Linked DNA regions of Gossypium raimondii: region 1 is linked to region 2. The links are chromatin contacts, called in public Hi-C maps. All regions are on one chromosome and are shown on one strand. Each heading gives the region's core, a stretch centred on a gene start, on an enhancer-like site or on the middle of the called end of the contact. The rest is flanking DNA. Distances are from core to core; before and after follow the strand shown.

Region 1 (4,135 bases), core at 1,350-3,849, 140 kb before region 2:
AAACTTGCTCAATAAGCCAAATTTTTCTTTATACAGATATACACAAAAGGAAAAACTTAGTGAATAAGTTTGATTTCCCTCCAAACCCCTCGTTCATTGTGACTAAGCACTTCTCTTTCTTCATAAATACGGGTCTGATAGATTACAGAAACTTAGTCTTATACTAACCAAATTCTCATTAGTTTAACCAGATTGTTCAACAAGGATAATAAAATAATAATAAAGTGTACGATTCTTTAAAAATAAGATATTAACACCAAGGGTTTAACATTTTGTCTAACAGCTAGGTGGCGTATACTCTTCAAAAAAGTCTACCAAACCACCAAGCTCGTCTGATGTAGATTTCACCCAAAGACGCACTCAAAGAATTCTTATTCTTAGTCGAATTTAATACCTACTTAATTTGAACTTAGTTTTTCATTACAAAAAAAAAATTATTTCATAACTTTATATGCCTCACTTCTATAAAAAGTATTCGAACACTAAGGGGTCGCCAGGCTAATGTTATAGGCCGGGTCGCCATACCTGCAACAACCTGGCTGGGTCGTCACATCTGTCATCCTTGTATTTATTGGTTGAGTCGTCATACTCGTCAACAACCTAGTCAAGTCACCATACTTGTCAACAACCTGGTCGGGTTGCCACACCCGTCATCATTTTGAAAACACTTATTCAATATTACTCAATAAAAACTAAAGCCAAAAGCTACATTCGCTGTCATTATTTATAACAATGAATAATTCTCCCCTTCACATTTTAACGGACATTATGCATGTCTTGCGCAATGGATAATATACATTTCTTACGTTTTATATTACAAACGAGAATGTATTTTAAACGTATAGCCCACATTCTTTACATTCATATTTTAACGGAAAATATTCATTACTTACATTTTATATCACCAATGAACAATTTACATTTCTTCCATTTTATATCATCAATGGACGACCTACACCTCTTGCATTTTATATCATCAATGAATGATTTTGCACCGCTTAAGTTTTATATCACCAACGGATAGTACGTATTTCTTACGCCAATGAATAATATGCATTTATTAAATTTTGTATTACCAACGAACAGTTTGTACCCTACATTTTATATTGTTACACCAATGAATAATATGCATTTCTTGCACCAACAAACGGATGGCTTGAACCTATTCTATTTTACATGTACAATTATGGCATCCACAATATACATATGCCATGTCTCCATTGAATAAATTTAATCCCTCTATATTGACAATTGCACCACTCGGGTATATTTTATGCATTTTCAGATTGTCGGGCCAATGAGCATACCACCCATTAAATCACAAAGCAAACTTAAACGAACCAACCATGAATAGAAACACCATCTGCCAATGCATTATTAAGGGTACAAATGAATTTCAATAGCCTCACAAGACACCATATATTCCCAAGTCGTAGGGCTAATAATTGTATCCTCTATAAAAGTACAAGACAATTTTTGGGTACGTTCCCTATAACTTACCACCCATTTTTTTACAACTACTACTACCTACAGGGGTGGCTTACAAATAGTCTCGAGGCATGGTCACTTTCTAACCTATCTCTCGACTAGGAGGGGGACTATTGTTATATCCCCCAATTTGGACCTGGTTGGACCCTTCATTGGGCCCTTACCCCTCTTATAAGTACCCCAAGATACCACTTAGTAAAGGGATTCCTCTCCACTCAAAACCCTAATTCACTAATCAATAGTCCTGACTCTCTCTACCTGTCCAACTTTTGACCTTAGAATGGGTGAATTGACCTCTTTTGACTCTATCCCTCATTTTTATCCATTTCCATTCATACCATGCATTAATAGACACATGAAGAGCTATTTTATAGCTTCTATAGAGATGAGGCCAGTCAAATCTGTGATGCACAGGTGTGTAGTGCACTTCGTTCCCGGACATAAGCAACATTCAAACTGTAAACAACATCTAAGGTGACTGAAGTTCATGGGTTTCAAATTTTATTTTATTCTTTTTTTATAAAATTTTAATTATTTTCTACAATTTTAGGAATTTTTAAATGCAATTTTATAAAATCTTATACTTTCATCGAAAAATAATTTTTTAATAAATTTATTTTTAAAATTTTTTATCTGTTTTAATTTTTTAGAAAAATGGAAGAGTTTATGGGTTTGTTTGTGTTCCCTTTGGCGCCCAAAGCCAACGGCCTCCAAGGTCCCACGATAACTCCTCTCGCCACCAAAAACTGAAAGAAGTTCACAAACAATTTTGTTAATCTCTAAAACGCCCATACATTATGAACTTCCAACTTGTCACCCAGGGCACGAAACGACGAGGGGCAATTTCGTAGATAAACTAAGTATTGAGACCTATTCTAAAACAACTTCCACACTTCAAATTTTTTTTCCAACCTCCAAAACGAACCACAATTCGGTACCCAATCGCTCACGCCCTTTAGGCTTCCATCTCTGATCCATTTTTGCATTATTTTCTTTGTCCGTCTCTCACTATTCTCTCCAGCAGTTTCAGTTTCTACGAAACGAAGAGGAAGACCTGAGAAAGGTATATTGTGCAATTATGCTTCTGATATTTGATTCTCTTCTTTAAGAATGTCAACTTTGAGAGCTCCGTGTGATCTTTTAGAAGATGTAAAGGAAGCAGAGGCGGTTCCTGCGCTTTATTTTACTCTTTCAGTCGGAGATAGTGAGAAAGAACTTGGAGATTCATCGGAAAAAGAGGTGAAATCGGCTGACTTTTTTATCGTTCTTAAACACGAAGGAGAGTGCACCGTGACGCCTATCGAAGAACAACCTTCGGAGACTACCACGGAGAAAGGAGCTGACGACGCGAGTGAGAAATCTTTTGATTTTATCATGTTTGAGAAGTCTAAAATTACCGAGAAATCCCTGTGTTCACAAAATGAAGAGGAAGAAGCTCTTGAATCTCCTGAGGAAGCTTCGCAAACTGAAAATGTAAAATGGAGGGATAATGGAAAGACTTCTCTAGAATCAAACCAGCGAGAGAGTCCAAAAATATCAACAGAGATATTTCAAGACACAGTCGGAAAAGAAGAGTCATCCAAATTGGAGGAAGAAAATGAATCGACTGACAAACTTGATAAGCCGATGAAGACGTTGAGAGTGCAGAGCAACGAGAACATATCCAAATCCAATAATGCAAACGTGGCGCAGATGTCACTGAAGCCGTCTCCTAGCGTAGGTTCGAGTCTCGAGAACTTGGAACTCGATAGTTTATTGCCTGCGGTCAGATCCGTCGATAGTCCTCTAGGGAGTACAGAAAACGGTGCGATGTTGGAAGAAGCGTGGGAGGGACTACAAAAATCTTACGTATATTACAAAGGCAAGGCAGTCGGTACGCTCGCTGCTATGGATCCTATCGCCGAGGCTTTGAATTACAATCAGGTATATTATGTTTAGTTCTTTGTCTTCGTTTTTGTTTTCTTTTGATTTTTCAAATCCAGATATCTCCCTTGTTTTGTTATATTATCATTTTCTTTTGTTTGGCTATTTTGCAATGAAGCTTCATTTGTCTTAGGTGTTTTCTCAACGGTCTTTCTTTAGCCTTCAAATCCATGCTTGTTAGAATCCATTTTATCTTCAGAATTTTGCTTACTGCTATTCGCTTTCGCTATAGCATTTTGAGGCATTTTCTGTTTTTGTGAATGGTGTTAAGGAAATTCCTGTTTTACATGCATGATAATCATCTATATCTATTTCTTACGCTTATTTTCCATCCATGATAATCATCTATATCTATATCTAATTCTTCGTCTTATTCTTTTACTTATATAACTTCGGTTCCTGTTATTTGATTTGCTATGAAAGTTCTTGTGCCTTTTAGTTCTGTGATCTTTTCGTCTTCACCTGGCAAATATGTGGTCTAATGTACACTTCTTGACTTGCCCTTCATATATCTGCACATTTCGTGGTAATGCCGGAGGAACTAATTAATTATTATATTATATTGTGAGTGGCATAAGTCGTTACGTCTTCAATTTTTATTTTAAAACAAACGAGGACGAGAGTTTTCCATACAGGTGAAGATTAACGATCTTTGTAGATGCCTTTGAGAGGAATTACCGTACGTCATTGTTACATAGCCACAGACTAAAAACATGCATGATTG
Region 2 (4,390 bases), core at 46-2,545:
AAAAAGTTCAAACCAAACATTATGTTATCCCGAAAAGTAAAACTAAACACATTATAAATTTTATATTTTCAATTTTATCATTTTAACCAAAGCATCGTTTAGTTTTGGATTAATATACAATACATTATCGGTGTATAGATATCATGTACCATAAGTTAATAATAAGATGACACATTATCCTTAGTGTAAAATAAAAAATATTGAAAGACTTAAAAATAAAAATAAAAATATTAACTTTGTTCAAATATAATTAAATATAAATTTTAAATTTTTTTTGTTCTTTAGGTTTTGAATATTGGATGTTTGATTTCAAGTTTCGATCTCGAGGTTGATGTATTTGTATTTATTTATGTTTAATAATTATAATTAACTTTATTTTTAAACAATTCACTATGTGTTTTTTTTCTTTTTACAAAGAATAATGATGTGTCATCTTATTATTAATTGATTGTGCATGAGATCTAAAAATCAAAGGTGCATCAAGTATTCTCCTTTAATTTTTATAAATATATTTATTCGAATTTTTCTCAATTACATTGTTAGTGTACTATAATTTAAGGAATAATATTTTATGTATAGTCATAGATGAGTCTCATAAACCATCAATTGAATAATAACATAATAAATCATCATTAAATTAAACAAAAAGATGAATGACTTGTAAATAAATATTAATAACTTTATATGTAATCCTTTTCACTATTTTTTGTTTTATGTAAGGAAGAAGTATAAAGTTATTATTCACTGATGCAGCATAAACTATAAATAATTTTTTACATAAATCAAAAAATTAAATATTTTTTATAATTTAATATATTAAATAAGTATATTCGATCGAATATGAATTTTGCATGTGCGGATTTGACTGGTGGTAAATGAAGGGGGGTCCGTATGGTCCCAGAACCGCTTGTCTCTTGCGCTACCTTTAATGAATTATATGACCAAAATTATATTTTCTGTTGAAATTTTCTCGCGTAACACAACCACCTTTCTTCCCTATCTGCCCTTCTCATCGTGGCAAACCGTAAGGATTATTTGTTTAATCCATCTAATTAGATGTTCACTTTGGGTTTACTCAACTAATTGGGTCAATTTTGAACTTATTAATTGGATTTTCTTTTCTTTATTTATTTTATAATTTATTCAAGATTTGAATCTTGAGGTATCGTTTTTAAAATTGAAATCTATATAGTTTTTTTTATAAAATATAATCTCTTTTGAAATTTGGGATCCGTCATACACGGCGCGTGATCAATTAATACCGTCCACCATGTCGAATACATAACATCAGAATCAAAATGATTGCCTTGTTCGTCCTTTAGTTGGGATGTCTGTCGAGTATGGTTCTTTCCTTTTCAATATATATATATATATATTGGTTTTTCCCCCTGAGTATCAATTAGCCATGTTCCCAGTTCCACGACAAAAATATGCGTTAAATGGAATGAAAATATTATATATATGTATATGAGATCTTAAGCCTATTGCTTTATGCAGTTTACGGACACAGTAATTTGCTACTTTTGTGATTGCTTATCGTATTTTATTTTGCTTTAGTTACTTGTTTACAAGAAAGTAAAATCAAACTGAAAATGTCAACCAAACAAGATTTCTATTGATTTAAGTTTTCATCGACTAAATCGAAAGTTCGTAGGTATATAATACAATCAAATCTTCGTCTTATAAAATAACAAATCAAAAAGCAAAATAATGTTTGTTACTCTTCTGTACACCAACTGGGTAGTGAAAATAAAAAACAATATAAAATTTACATCACGTGAAATGGTAAATAAAGTTGTTCACTTTTAGCCCTCATAGATTAAAATATGCTGTTATTGTATTTTGATAAAATTAAGATTTAGTCCTCATATTTGAAAAAAAACATTTAATCATTTAAGTTTTTATTTAAAATTTCAGTTCAATAATTAAAATTATAAGTTTTTTTTGTCAAAACGTATTAATTTAACATGTTGATTTAAGCTACCTATGAAAATAATTAGATTAAGACTTTTACATTTAAAAATATGAAAATTAAAAAATTAAAAATTAAATCTTTAAATTCTAGAAAAGTTCATTTATTAAAACTGACACCATATTTTAACAATGTAAGTCTGTTCTTTTAGATCTTTATTTGCAGCTCATAAGTTCATTTATAATTCTAGACAAAATCATTTCCATTTTCTAAACCATTTTTCTCTTAAAAGTAAAAGTCGAATGTTTCACCTTCTCTCAAAACTACAAAACTTCTTGTTGGTCACATCAATCACATGTTGTTAGGCTTCAGTAAAATTGAAAACTACAAATATTAGTTGGCAATTGAGTAGTCATACAATAACTATCTTAAAATGACATCAGAAAATCCAAGAAGAGAAAATATAGACAAAAGAAAAGACAGCATCTACTAATAGGCACATGCCTTCAAATAAAATATTAAATAAAAAATATCAAAATTGAAACAAAATTTTCATTCAATCAACAGCCAAGCTCGTTTCTTTCATCCATAAAAATATTGAACGATGAATCCATTTCAACGGCCTGAAGGCTGAAACAAACAAATATATTGGTAAATAACCCTAATTTGAACCAAAATTATTACTCTAATCGACGCAAAACATTCGGTTTTTATTATTTGAATAACAACTTTTTATTAACAAAAATGTTTTACACAACCTAATGTTTTTTTTATTAAATTACCTGTACAAATATAATATACATACAAGTATAATACATATATAAATATATGTCTCACTTATTATAATATACAATACATACTTGGACGAAAAATAAGATAATACTGAACTAATTCGAAAACAATCATATAAAATCCATATATGGTATACATACATGGTGAAAATGAAATCCAAACATCACAATTGCAAATGATAAGACTTGAATCCCAACCTTTAAGACTTGAAGCCTCAACCTTTTCGATGAAGCAACCCAATATTTGATCTCCTAAATCATTGTCTTTTTGTTGAACGAGCATTAATTTTGCAAGTTGCTAAGATCAATAGATAAACTTAAGCAAGCATCTTGCTCATGGAGCCAAATATTTAATTAAGCAATCAAAATTTTTAGATTTGAGCAAAATGTTGATGAACATTGTGTTTTTAAACATATAGTGGATGGAAAGGTGATCTTCCTAGTCTTATATGTTGATGACATTCTACTCATTGGGAATGATGTAGGGATATTATTATCCGTTAAATTATGATTAACCCAACAATTTAGCATAAAGGATTTGGGTGAAGCTAATTATGTTATGGGAATTCAAATCTTGAGGGATTAAAAGAACAAAGTGATAACTTTATCACAAGCTTCATACCTAAATAAAATATTAGAACATTTTGCAATGACCAACTCAAAGAAGGGATCGCAACCTTCTATATCGGGATTTCATTTTTCTTTCGAAGACTGTCATAAGACAACAAAAAAAAATAATGAGAAAGATTTCTTACGCTTCAGTAGTAAGAAGTTTTATGTATGCTATGTTATGCACACGTCATAAGAAATAGGGACGGTAAGTCGATATCAAGTGAATCTCCGTCCAAGACATTGGCAAGCAGTTAAGAATATACTCAAGTATTTATGGAGAATGAGAGATTATATGCTTGCATAATCTGAAGGAGATTTTAACTCTTATCAAAAATATTGATTCTAACTTCTAAATGTGTTGATACAAAAGAAAATTAACATCAAGTTGTGTCTTTATCCTAGGCAGCGAGTCCATAGTGTAAATAAATGTCAAGTAGGTTGTACTGTTGACTCCACCATGGAGGTCGAATATGTGGTTGCTTTTGAGGCAACAAAAGAAGTAGTCTAGCTTCGGAAGTTCCTTATAGATCTCAAAGTCATTCTTGATATGGAGGAATATATTATAATGTATTGTGATAACAATAGCTAAATACTAAAGAAACAATAAATCATAAAAGGCCGAAACACATTTATCAGAAATATCATGTTATTTGAGAGTTAATGGTTGATGAAATAAGTGGATATAGTTAAAATCGCAATTGAGGATAATCCTGCAAATTTGTTTTCAAAAACTCTAGTGGTTAGGAGTTTTGAGAAACATGTAGAAGGTATAGGGATGCAAAATATGACTTGTAACATCCTAGGACCCGGCCTGAAAGTTTTGTCCTCTCAAGTGAGAGTTCGCCGAAAAAGTATCATTAAGGAGTTCGCCAGTGTTTTAGCGTTGCAATATACACCAAACGATGTGGTAAAAGGTTCACTGAATTCGATAAAAGTCGTGTTCGCCAGTCTGTTTGGTGAACCAGGGGTTCGACAGTCAAAGTCAAACTCAAATTAGGCAATAAAGATATGATGTATCTAGGAATATTTTTCGTGCAAGTAACACTTTCCTTAAGTCGAGTAGAATATCCTAAGA

What was found. A called contact is a pair of places that touch in the nucleus more often than the background predicts.
Region 1: a Hi-C map of leaf shows a contact between it and region 2, with 2.5 times the contacts expected there. The contact joins the promoter of LOC105791529 here to the enhancer-like site in region 2. A contact is called at or near these places in 2 of 2 Hi-C or Micro-C datasets (both in leaf).

The regions. Positions count from the first base shown.
Region 1 is chr8:43,167,409-43,171,543 of ASM2569854v1, reverse strand. It overlaps LOC105791529 (probable alkaline/neutral invertase F), which reads left to right and starts at 2,599. Exons shown (of 4, transcript XM_052634852.1): 1 at 2,599-3,411. The coding sequence starts at 2,599.
Region 2 is chr8:43,026,391-43,030,780 of ASM2569854v1, reverse strand. No RefSeq gene overlaps it. Among protein-coding and RNA genes, the nearest start is that of LOC128032156, 6.0 kb to the left of the region's middle. Within about 2 kb of position 1,295, the one cell type or tissue checked has open chromatin away from gene starts, as enhancers often do. A contact at or near this core is called in leaf, where this site is marked.